Linked DNA regions of Sus scrofa: region 1 is linked to region 2. The links are chromatin contacts, called in public targeted proximity ligation maps. All regions are on one chromosome and are shown on one strand. The core of a region is the stretch at or near the end of the contact, and the rest is flanking DNA. Distances in the headings are between cores, read along the strand shown.

Region 1 (6,318 bases), core at 738-3,237, 76 kb after region 2:
TGCATACTTAATAAACTCACGGATGCCGGTTGGGTTCATGAACCACTGAGCCATGACGGGAACTGCCGATCTTATACAATTTAAAAGTGCATCGTGTACACATTACCTCCCCCCAAAAGAACCCCAAATTAACTTTCAAAACAAATAAATATTTACATAAAGGGGTGGTTTCATCATGAAAATATGCTCATGGGAAGGTCGCTGATCCACGCTAGGGGGAAAAACACTGGGAATGAGATTCTACATGGGGTTATCTAACCGATATTGGAATAGTTTTCCCAAAGAGTGTCATTCCCCAAACAGAAGATTGCAGAAACTGCGTGATGCTTGCAGGAGAAAATGAAAGGCTGTCTGAGTGTGTGACCACAGGCCACTCCTGCGAGCCATCCTCAAAACCCTGACTCCCTGGGGGCTAGCCCTGGGTTCCTTCCTCCCACTAAAGATCTCTCCAGACTGGGACCTTGGGGCAGGTAAAGGAGTTCTCCGTGTCGACAAGAGCCTTGGGAGTGCGCTGGTGGCACGGCAGGTAAAGGAGCCGGCACTGTCACTGCTGTGGTGCGCGTTCCATCCTTGACCTGGGAACTTCCGTATGCGGTGGGTTCGGCAAAAAAAAAAAAAAAGCCTTGAAACCCCTTTTCCGAAGAAAGACAGAGATTGTATGAAACACTCATGGTTACAGTTATAGTCCAGAGGCCTATTTTCAATTTTCTCTTGACTCTGAAGATTGTCCGACTGTATCACTAGCCCCCAAATTCAACCTACTGCTTTAGTTCACGGCTCATGAGTCTCCAGGTACATTTATCGGTGTCAGACAAAAAGTGCGAGCGCATCCTTCACCACCTACCACCTAGGACAGCTTGCTGGCCCCACACTCCCTTGGACTCATGGCTGTTTCCCACTTCTGTCAGATTGCCACCAAAGCCATCTCTCCCGACCTGTAAGGTCATCACAGAGGCCACTAGTGATTCTGGCTACAACGGCAGAGCCTCTGGGGGCAGCTGGGCGGGCGGGCAAGCCGGTCCTTCCTGCCCTGCTTCTTTATTTCCAGGGCAGAAAAAAATAACAAACCTGGAAGCCCCATGCAGCAGGGGCTTTTGTAATCGGTGACTTCATTTAAGGAAGTCTTCTATGAAACCTCTGAAAAGCACCTAAATTTAGATTGAAGTCTTTCACCATCAATGCCAGCCTCTTCAGCTCGGGAACCCACACGCCCAGCAGCATAGTGCGGTGGGGGCGGGCACAACTTCCCGACATATAAATGCGCCCTCACGGAGAGAAGTGAAGCTGGCACCGTTCAGCCCAAAGACATTTTCTAGAATACCACCACCATCGCAATTCCCCACAAAGGGGCAGCGGCTACAAAAACGTCGAGGCAAAGAAACAGTGCAATAAGGGAGACAGGTCTTCTTCACGGGTAAGACAGCAAGGAACTGCCCCAGGGACTAGGATGCCTGGAACCATATCTGCTGGCATCGAGGTACTGAAATCAACATACTGTCTAAAAAAAGAGTTCTCCAACCCTGAGTCAGACAGGAAGGAAAAGCCCCCTACTTACTTACCAGTACCATGTCCCCAACACCTTACTCTTCCCACATGTGTCAACTTAGACCTTGAACTCTAAGATGATAAGAGTCACAGGGAAGGGAAAAAAAAAAACAAAAAAACCCCACAACTGGTGTGACTTGAGATGAACGACCAGTAGCAGGGAGCTAAGGCTCTTTTCCATGCCTTTTTTTTTTTTTTAACCTTGAAGAGCAAGGCTGAGCCATGTTAAAGTGAATCTTACCCAATGTTCCATTCCCAAAATAAAATTAAAATATTATATTTAATTTTAAAATTAACATGTAACCGCCTCATCCTACTTCATACGCCAAAACTGGTTCTATTTTGCAAGCCCCATCTCCAGACAGATTTCAGCAGATAACTGGGTAAGAGACGGACGGGGAGTGAGACTTCCTCTGTGCCTCCAGACTCGCATCCTCCTCTGCTCCCCACCCCCAATCAGCTGGGAAACATTCCCAGATTCTTCTCAGGCTTGGTTTGGAAGTAAAGCTCAGCCTTGATAAACACTCAACCCAGGAAATGCTTGGGATCGCAGCCCACTTAGAAGGCTCAGTGTGTCCTTTCCCAGGAGGTCTCTCCTCAAGCTCCACTCGACAGGCGGTGTGCGGGTTTCACATTTTCACCGAGACCTCCTGGCACACGGCTGAGATACAATCAGGCTGGAAACTGTACAAATGTACAAATGGTGGAAGGAGGCGCCACACCCAAGGAGAGCTCCTCAGACTTCAGGAAAAAGGGTCCAAGAGAGCTCCCAGCAGAATCGGGGGACAGGGAGGGAACGGAGTCCCCACCATCTGTGCCAATGGGCATGTTTCCTTTATGGTGTCCCCTAAGCAGCGGCGGCGTGACAGGACACGATGACAATACTAGCATGACCCGGTTTTCGTATTTCTGAAATGCTCAAGTCCTGGTCCCTGCACTCCTAAATAAAAGGCGGACTCCGTCACACTGGCAAGGACCACACATCCTTTTTACACAACCATAATTCCACTTCGTTTCTCTCGTGTTTGCTTTCAGCCACCTCTCGTGCTGTGTTTGGGTCTCTAAGGCCCAACAATGATCTGTACTAGCAAACTCTCTTCTCACCTTGGTTCACACATCAAAGACAGACGACGTGCGACCATAGAACGCTCCACCTCAAAGTGACAACTGGCTTCATGACACTGAGTGGAATGTCAAGTTCCTCCACAGAGAGAGGGTGGCGGGGAGACCCCAGGACCAAACCGAATAGAAAAACAACCGGGAGTGAGCCTAACCCCAAACCTTCCATTGTGAGCTTTTGGAAGTCACCAAAATTTTACTTTTTTTAATGGAATCATAGTAACAGAGTAATTTCAGTAATATATGTGTGATAAATAATAATTAGGCACCATTTATTCTGCTGTTTAGGAAATAATCAATAGGGGTGTAGGCCTCATAGAAAACAGCTAATCAAAAATAAGCCGTAGGTTGGTAAGAGGTGGTGGAAATTCGGGGAGAATGAATCCCCCCTTTCCTTTTTATACCGTTAGGTATCTGTGCCACAATAACGCTGGCACCACTTCCCCTCCAACATAACAACCCTTGACGTGACTGCTTCCTGGGAAGGCTGACTGAATGTGAGAACTCCTTGCAGAATGATGTTTAACAAAGACTTTAACTTGGAGACAAAAAGGCAAAGAACTGGATTCAGATACACTATCGACATATAACGTAAGTTGCAAAGCCACAAAGCAACCACACCTGAGTCCACCTGCAGGACCCTCGGTGAAGGCTTAGGCAAGGGAGCCCGACCAGAGGCTGGGCTCCTGGCTGCTCCACTTCTTCCCTGCAGCCACTTCAGGACGTGGGTCCTGTCTGAGGTTTACAGATGAAAGGCACGACTTGCCCAAGGCCACTGGTATGTGGCAGAACTGGGTCGGCTGACTCCACTGCCTCCAAAATGGGTCAGGAAGAGCACCTACCTGCTAAGCGTTCTGAGAAGAGGAAACAGAACACATGAAAACTGCTTAGCACAAGGCCTGGCAAGGAATAAAAACATCCGGAATGGACAGATATCTTGGTTATTCGTGCCGAAGCTCCTGAGCAGCAAAGCTGGAACTGAAACCCAGGTCAGCTGGGCTCTGAAACCCGTACCCTGCGCACAGGGCTCTCCTTAGCCCTGCGGCACGCAGTCTGCTCACCTGACCTAGTTTCTATAAAAAATGGCCAAAGGACAGAAGAGGCTCTCTGAACAATGACGTCCTAACACACAAGCTTTAAAGCCAGCACTTGGCAGACTCTCATTCTAGAATATCTTTGGGGAGATTCCAAACGTTGAGCGTGAAAGTTGCACAGCCCCCACAGAAGTGATCCGGGCAGAGCTACGGGGAGGGAACCCAGACAGGACCGTCCACGGGGAGCGGTCCCTCCTGGATGCTTTACCTTCCGCCTCCTCTGCCTGCAAAAAAAGATTTTACAGGGCACCTGACTGTCCATGGAAGGAGGCCTAGTGTCCAAAAAACAAACACATCAGCAAACATTTTAAAAACCCCTACACAACCACTGACCTACCGTCAAGACTGGAGCAGCCACAGCCTAGGAAGAGTCCCTTACACAGGCTCCAACTCGAACTTGTAAGACAGCTTGAAGTAAGCATGATGCAATAAACCAGCAAGACACCCAAGTGAGTATCCTGGGGGGAAGGACTGACTCAGCATCCCCTGAATGTCCACCGCATTTGATCAGGACACCCCACGTCATTCAGTGGTTACAACACTGCCCTTGCTTCTAAGGTACCTCCAACTCCTCCAGCTGGAAAGCTGTCTCCATGGCTAAGCGGGGAATCTGACGGCAACAACAGAGACTGGGTGAACCGGGGCATGGCGGGGTTCGCCGTATGACAAAGAGTTCAGGGTGCTCCCTCGCCAAGCTGGCGGTTCTTACAGCTTCAGTCCCAGGGTGGGACGGGACGAATCATTGCTTCTCACAGTGCTCAAGCCAGAGCCCATCGCCCGGTCCCACCTAACTGCTAGGCAGCTGGGCTAGGAGGAAGGGCACAAGGACGGTCACCGAGCAGGGCTGTTTCTGCCAGAGGCGGCTCTGGAGATCCAAAGGCAGCACATCCCTGACGATGCGAAAGAAGGGCAGTGCACGACCGTGCACACCGTACGCCACCCCTGTGTTAACAAGAAAGCGAGGGCGAGGAACGTGATCCCGTGTCTTAACAGTCACCTCTGGGGGGGTGACTGGGTGGGGGCAGGGAGGGTGAAAGGCATCTTGAATGGATACCCTTTTATACCACATGCGGGCATTATCTATTTTAAAACTTGGACTAAAATAACTTTTAGGCCGTGATTTATACACGTCACATCAACGGGTTGTTTGGGTGTTTTTGGGGTTTTTTTTTTTTTTTTTTTTTTTATGAATCAAGTCCAATCTATTCTAATATAAGAAACACCAAATCCTTGACTTGCACTGCCTGAAACTAAACACCTGGAGTAACACTGACATAATCACATCCTTTGCAGAGCCTTGCTGAGATCTTGGACTGACGTCTCTCTGTTCTAAATATAAGCGTCACTACTATGCAGGGATGAGACAAGTACTGCGGTCCATCAAATGTCTGCTTCTGCAAATAATTTTCCTCATTTCAATTTGGGTACCATTTTCTAAAGTAAACCTCCTTTCCTAAGATAAAAGTGTCTTTTTTGTACTGTCAAGCTGAATCCTAGGCAAAATACAGCAAACAAAGTCTCCTGAGTTCCCATGGAGCGAGAACAACCCTGCTGTTTCAGAAGGCATTAAAATGTGGACTACACTGAGACACCGACTTCTCCAAAATCGTAATCAGCACCCACAAATAACGCTTAAACACTTCATGCGCCACATGCGCCAGGGGACCGCCTCTGGTTTTGGTGACAAGGTAACCCACAGCACATCTGCTCCACTCATGCAGCTGACTTAAACAAAAGTAGCATCAGTCTGACACTCAGCTGATGGAGTGAGCCATCAATAATGCAACAAGTCAACAGTTAGGTCAAGTCTCCAAAAAGACTTCCATAATTCACTTCCATTTTAATATCGAAAATGGGCTTAAAAAAAAAAGGCTTATCCTACCCCATTCACAACAGTCTAAATACCAGAGAACTTCCGAGAGAAATCGCATTCTATCAAGTTTATAGGATATCCTTGCAGGTTTGACTTCTAAATTTATGCTAAGCATATTACATAGCTACTTTTCACGACACCGAGTTGGTACTTAAATAGCCTGTGAGTATCTCTCAAGTGCTACAATATACTGGCTACGTTTATATTTTAGTGGAAAATCAACTACCATGCATTTCTTTCAGATATCAATATGATGCTTTCTAAACTGAATGTGTAGGGTGCATCAAAGGCACTTTCCTAGGCAGGCTTTCTGCCAACCACTCCTGCTACTCTAAAAGGTTATGGGCACTATCATTTAACCTGCCTTTAGCTTCCAAACAGGGTTTTTTCCAACAAATATTAATGATTTCCAAAAATGTATCTCAGATTTCTCTCTAAATCACTGAAGAAAATCAAACAACCCAAAGTTTGCCAAGCCTATCATAGGTCTTGTATAACCCACCATTAAACCTACATTACGAATTAGTAATGATGAAATTACCGATACTGCAACACATGAGACCAAATCCAATATAAGTCTAGGACAAAAAAAAAAAAAAAAAAAAAAAATGAAAAGAAACTTTAGCTCATACTGTGTTATGTTTACACTGAAGACAGATGGCATTAATTTGTGGGTATGCAAACAAT
Region 2 (5,847 bases), core at 2,777-5,276:
ATGCACCTTTAAAACGGGTTCCTGTCCCCAAGGCCTTGTCGCTCTTTGTACCCGCCCTCTGTGCCCCATTCTGTGGGGGAGGGGAGGCCCTGGCTCCACAGGCTTTGCTGGCCCAGCCCTGCGTGGGCACCACTGCTGCCAACCCGGGGTAACCTGCCTGCTGTGGCTTTAGAGACCCTGGGGAAGGTGGCCTGTCTACAGAGTGCAGACACCTTCACCCAACCCCTCAAAGGAGAGCAGAGCCTCGAGCCCTGGGAGCAGGGGGAGAATGGCCACCGAGCGGCCACGGCTCGTGTGGGGGGAAGAGGGTCTCGGCCAGGCCAGCACCCCCGCAGCGCCGAGCAGCTCGTGAAAGAACCCACCCGACGGGGTTTCCTGGTGAGCCCAGGACACCCAGCCCCGCCGCCCTGTCAGTCACCTTGCAGGGCCTTGAAGCCCTGGAGGGGGACCCGCGTGGAGCCGGTCACGAACTGCAGGAGCCGGGCCCTCCGCTCCTCGTCGAAGGTCTCCACCGCCTGCCAGAACCACCGGACCACGTTGCTGTCAGCCCCGCAGTGCTTGAGCCGCGTGTTGGACTTCCAGTCGTCCAGGTCGATCTTGTCCAGGCCGCCGATGATCAGCTGCGAGGGCGGCCAAGGCAGGTTACCTCCCCACGCGCACACCAGCAGGCCGCCAGCCTCCCGGGACACGGAGAGTGACACACCACATCCCCACAGACTGGACACATGCTGACGAGCCGGCAGGCCCAGAGCCCACACTGCGTCTGCACCTCCCCGCTGGCTGGCACCCCCACCACTCTGGTGTAGCCACCGATGCAACGCTTCCCTGCAACCAAGTCTGTGTGTGTGTCTGCGTGGCACTGGGGCGGAGCAAGGACCACAGAACCAGCCTCGGAAAGGCCGCACGAAGCCACCTGTAAAGGGGCGCCTCACATGACCCTGCAGACACTCAGGGGTGCGTGGGGTTTAAAGTCCTAAGAAAAGGGACCGGGGCTTGTTCCTGAGACTTACTTTAAAAAGTCCACTCCCTCCGGGGAGGCGCCTGGGGACCCAGGGTCCTGGCACCGCACTCGGGGCAGAAAGACGGGTACAGTTTTGAAGACCCGCGCCCCTTGGCCCCAGAGACCCATCAGACATGAGCGAGTTGCTCTGTCCACACGACGAAGAATTACAAAGGACAGTGAGTGACACTCTGTTGTGAGCCTAAAACTAGCCAGAATCAAAGCAGCAAGCGGACGTGGCGGGAGAAGCTGGTCTTGACAATTCCCTGCCCGAGGTGACTCCTCGGCTGCTGGTGATCCTGCGAAGCAGGCTAAGCCGCAGACCATGGAGAACCGTGTCCCAGGAACTATCCAGAAGCCCTGCCGCCCAGCAGGCCCGGGGGCCTTGTCGTCCCCTGGCCCTGCCTCTGCTCCCCTGGGGTCCCGGGGCCCCAGGCCTGTGGGGAAACGGCTGCCTCACTCGGCGGCTGCCCCCCTCCCCACACCGGGCTGCGCGGCTGGCACGCACCTCCAGCTCCTTCTGGTCAAAAGGCTTCAGTAAGTGCTGAGGGATGAGTTCATTAAAGCCTTTCTGAAGAGCTAAGAACTGGGCTTCGATTCCCCTCATAAACCTCCAGTTTACGTATAACCTGCAAGAGAAATGCACACGTGGGAAGCAATGTCAAACAGCCGGTCAACACAGCTGCTCCTGCCCCAGTCGGTTCTGCCAGCCACTGAATCCTGCCCCCGGGTCGGCAGCCCCCGCCTAAGAACCGGGTCAACACCACATCGGCCCCGCCCTTAGACGTTCTGCTTCGTGGCTTGAACGTAGAATCTAGGCTGACCTGCTACAGGTGCCATGACCTCGAAGCCTGAATAAATAACGCACAGGCCGCGGTGAGACCCACACACCAGCTGGAGTCGGGCGGCCTGGCCGCAGACACGCCCGTGCCCGTAAACCTCCCAGGCTGGTGACTGGGCACTTCCGGGCCTTAAGAGGCGGGAAAACAGAGCGTAGGCCTCCCCGAGGCTGATCTCGAGGAACCTTCCAGGCTTCCTCCTCCCCCGGGGGCGGCCCCCTCACACCCGGCAGGTGCCGGTCACGGGACACCTCCCCGCAGTGCTGGGGTCGTGATCTCCCCGTAACAGCTCGGCCCCCGGGGACGGGGACGCGGGAGCCCCTGCACTCGGCGCTCTCCCCGTCGGACCCAACGGCTTCTGCGAGGCTCTGCGGCTGCTGCCAGGCTGGTCGCAAGGGCTGGGACCCCGGGCCTCGGCCATCTCCGCGCCGCCCTCCCCGAGCCCGGGCCGCCCGCAGCAGTACCGCACGTATTCCTTCTTGTTCTCCTCCGTGACGGGAACGTTTCTGCCGTTGGGTTTCAGCTCGTGCTGCAGAATCCTCCCGAAAGCGTTGTGCTCCACGCAGAAGGTGTGGTCCAGCACCGGCGTGATGTCGTTCTCCCTGTGAGGCCGCGGGAGAGCGAGGGCGTGAGGCCGTGGCCACCGCCCAGCCGCCAGGGGAACGGCGCTCGTCACCCGGCGGCCAGAGCCACAGAGCGCGCGCGAGGGCAGCCGGGCCCCGGCCCTGGAAAGAGCCCCCGGCCCGAAGGACGTGACGGTAGGGACACGGCCCTGTGATTCTGGGGGACGTCTCCGTGCAGACGAGGGGAGCAAGCCGGAAACACCGCACCCCTCGCCACAGCCTTTTCAGGGGAAGGGCCGGAGCCGCCTCGGACCGTAGAACGGGCTCCGTAACCCGCTGTGTTTGCTCGAAATGCAGACGCAGAGGATTTGCACAGGGTGAAGCCCAGACCCCGCCACCGCCGAGCCTGCAAGCTGGGACACGCAGAAGGAGGCGGCTGGACGCCCGCGGCGACAGGGGCCTCAGCGGGTCCCCTTGTGCCAGAGCCTGGGCCCCGTGCTCCTGTGACGTCGGCTCCTTCACGAGGACCCACGACAGCTCCAGGGCCCCGGGCACTGGGCCTGGTCCTTTTAAAAGAGTTTTAGGACCATCCTAAAGCAAAAGCGACTCAATGTGAGTGGGGATTTATTTTAACATGTCCTTGGCCCCTCCAGAGATGAAGTGGAGATCCCTCGAGGGTCACGGGCCAAGCAGCCGGCCGGCCCGGGGTTAACAGGCGGATCGAAACCGCCTAATCCGAGGAAACAGCAGAAACACTTGCCGGTGAGGAGAAATCAGCCCAACGCTACGAGGAGTCAGTACTTCCGTGAAGTCTGCTTTTACGTTCCTGGTGGTTGGCTTCTCCTCTCCAGTTTCACGCCCAGCCCCAAAGTACATGCACGCGTGTGGGCACACACACAGAAAACAAGTGTATCCGGCACCCCCGAGACGGCCGCCGCCGCCGGAGTGGCAGCAAACCGCTTCAGTACTTACAGAATCCACACTAAGCTCTTGTGCAGTTCTGGGTCCACCGACTCCAGGTCCGAAAGCTGGATGGGTTTCCCCAGCAGCTGCTTGTAGAAGGGAACCGTGAAGCCCCCGTTGATGTAGTGCCCGTGGAACACAGCCAGACCCATGATGCGGCCCACAAAGTGGAAGTAAGACAGATGGTCCTGCAGGGGGCAGCAGAGAACAGCCACGCGTCGGAAAGTGACAGCGAGGTGGCCGGCTGGCTGGCTTCGCGGGAGAAAGTCCCGCGGGCAGCAGAGCAATTTCTTATGCCCTTAATTCAGACGCCTTCTCCGAAGAGCTACCTAACGGGGGGCAACCCAGGGCCAGATGAGAACGTACAAAGGACAATGCGAACATGGTGACGGCAGAGGAGGAAGCCACATGCGGGCAGGGCCTGGTGCTCGCGCAGGCCACACCCCAGCAAGCCACCGGCGTCTCCCTCCCAGGCAACCCTCTCCTTCCTCTGCCGTCCCTCCCCCGTCCCACAGAAAAAGGGGAAGAGAAAAAACCCAAAGAGGGAGTGACAGGGAAGGGACACAGGAAACGGGGAACAAGGGAAGTAAGAGAACCATTCGACCGCCAGCGCCACTCTGCTCTGTGACTAGGTAACCTCCTCTTTCTCGCTTCGGGTGGGAATGCCGTCAGCACACTGGTCAGCGTGCGCGTTGTGAAAGGTCCTGTCACAGGTGGATGCTGGCAGGGGCCGTGTGTCTGGCCAGGGCTGGTCACTTAGTCTCGGTGCTTCTTTCCTCATCTGCACCCACAGGAGCTGAGTGTGTCTCAGCACCGCGGACCAAAACGGCCGCTCACGGGAGTTCCTGCAGTGGGGCAGTGGGGGCTCAAAGTCCAAATGCAGCAGCGTGGGTGGCTGCTGAGGCTCGAGTTCAATCCCTGGCCTGGGGACTGCCTCGGAACAGACCTTTAAAAAAGGCCAATTATGGAAAACGTCTAATTTTGATTGGGAGGATGGACTCCATAACCCACTTCTCAGAATGACACCGTCAACAAATACAGCCGTCAGCCAGAGTTCCCTCAAACGGAGTCAAGTGCTGAGGTCTAGGGGCTGCTCAGTCTCACTCTCGTTCTCCTTGAAACGACAAACTCTGCCCCGGACCATGGGAAATACGGGGTTGAAACCATCCATGCCGGTCCAGCTCTCCCTCTGCCTGCTGATGCTCTATTTACCAGAGACTTTGAGTAAGGCTACAATGAGTAAGCCAAGAATGGAGATTGAAACTGAAAATCCATTTAAGAAATCCTCCAACTAAGTGTCCTACCTCTTCATTCCTTAATACTCACAGGGTTGATGGAAGAATCGGGGTTGATCTGCAGCATGTAGATGTTGTCGGTAGAATACTGGAAGAGGCCGTAGTACGGATTCAGCATTTCATGGCACAACAGGTACAGCCACTCCCTGCAGACAACAGCAACACCACAAATGACACCTTGCTAGTTTGAGATCTTAGCGAAACGAATGAGCCACAAGGCCCTAGAACACCCAGCTTGGCGAGGCTCCCTGGCGCCCAGAGAATGGGATTTCTAGAGATTGGGCACCTAAGTCTAATGAAGGAAAAAACTGCTTCTGGGGCTGTGAGAAATGGCTTTTCTGGTCGAAACTCCAGCAACTCTGAAGTTCAGAGACAACCGTGGTTGCCCAGGATCAGACCAGCTTATAGGCGCAGCGCTCCCTGCAGTCTGTGGGCCTTCTTACACCTCAGCTAAGGTGCCCTCTGCTACTTTGTGAAGGTCAAAGTCTCAGTGAGGATATTAATGATGTGGTCGTAACCAACAAAAGTGCAATGATTCTACTTTTATTTGAAAAAGTGTGTGCACATACACACACAACAGAAAAAATATATACACAGAGCATAAAAAAAGCTAGGGATTTACACAAACATGCTGACAGTAGCTAACTTGAGAATTAGCATTCTAGGCATTGCCATTTTTTTCTTCTTTCTCTAGTTTTTAAATTTCTGATCGTAACATGTTATTAATGTTTAAGTAAAGAGAAAACATTTCCAAAGCTAGGGAGGCAGGGGTTATTTAACAACGACTGTTGCCCTCACAATTTTCTGTCCTGTTGAATGCTTTCTCTTTTTTTTTTTTTTTCTTCTGTCATAGGCATTGGTCACTTTTATATTTAAAAGTTTCGTTTAAAACTTTAAACTACTAATTCTAAGAATTTTAAAATCTGGATGAGGTATATCAGAATAGGTTATTTTCTGAACTCCTTTACGTTTGAATCATTTCATTATTTAAAAAGTCTCAAATCAAAACCAATCAAACACAAAGCACTCCAAACAGAATCTGTATGAGTTGACTGCTGTGCTCAGGCTGGGCTACACCTGGGTATGGGGCCTCACACACGCTGGGGAGCCTTTTATTCTTTCTGCTCAAAACGCCTTCAGATGGACAGATCTTCAGATAGCAGCCCCAAGTTTTATTCTGGAATTTC

What was found.
Region 1: a targeted proximity ligation map of alveolar macrophages shows a contact between it and region 2. A contact is called at or near these places in 3 of 47 Hi-C or Micro-C datasets (fetal skeletal muscle, heart right ventricle and retroperitoneal adipose tissue) and 1 of 2 datasets of targeted methods (alveolar macrophages).

The regions. Positions count from the first base shown.
Region 1 is chr3:6,120,279-6,126,596 of Sscrofa11.1, forward strand. The region is part of intron 1 of SMURF1 (E3 ubiquitin-protein ligase SMURF1); the gene reads right to left. Among named protein-coding and RNA genes, the nearest start is that of SMURF1, 19 kb to the right of the region's middle.
Region 2 is chr3:6,042,380-6,048,226 of Sscrofa11.1, forward strand. SMURF1 (E3 ubiquitin-protein ligase SMURF1) reads right to left here. Exons shown (of 18, transcript XM_021086117.1): 12 at 4,692-4,806; 13 at 3,375-3,553; 14 at 2,304-2,441; 15 at 1,509-1,629; 16 at 419-620. Among named protein-coding and RNA genes, the nearest start is that of SMURF1, 97 kb to the right of the region's middle.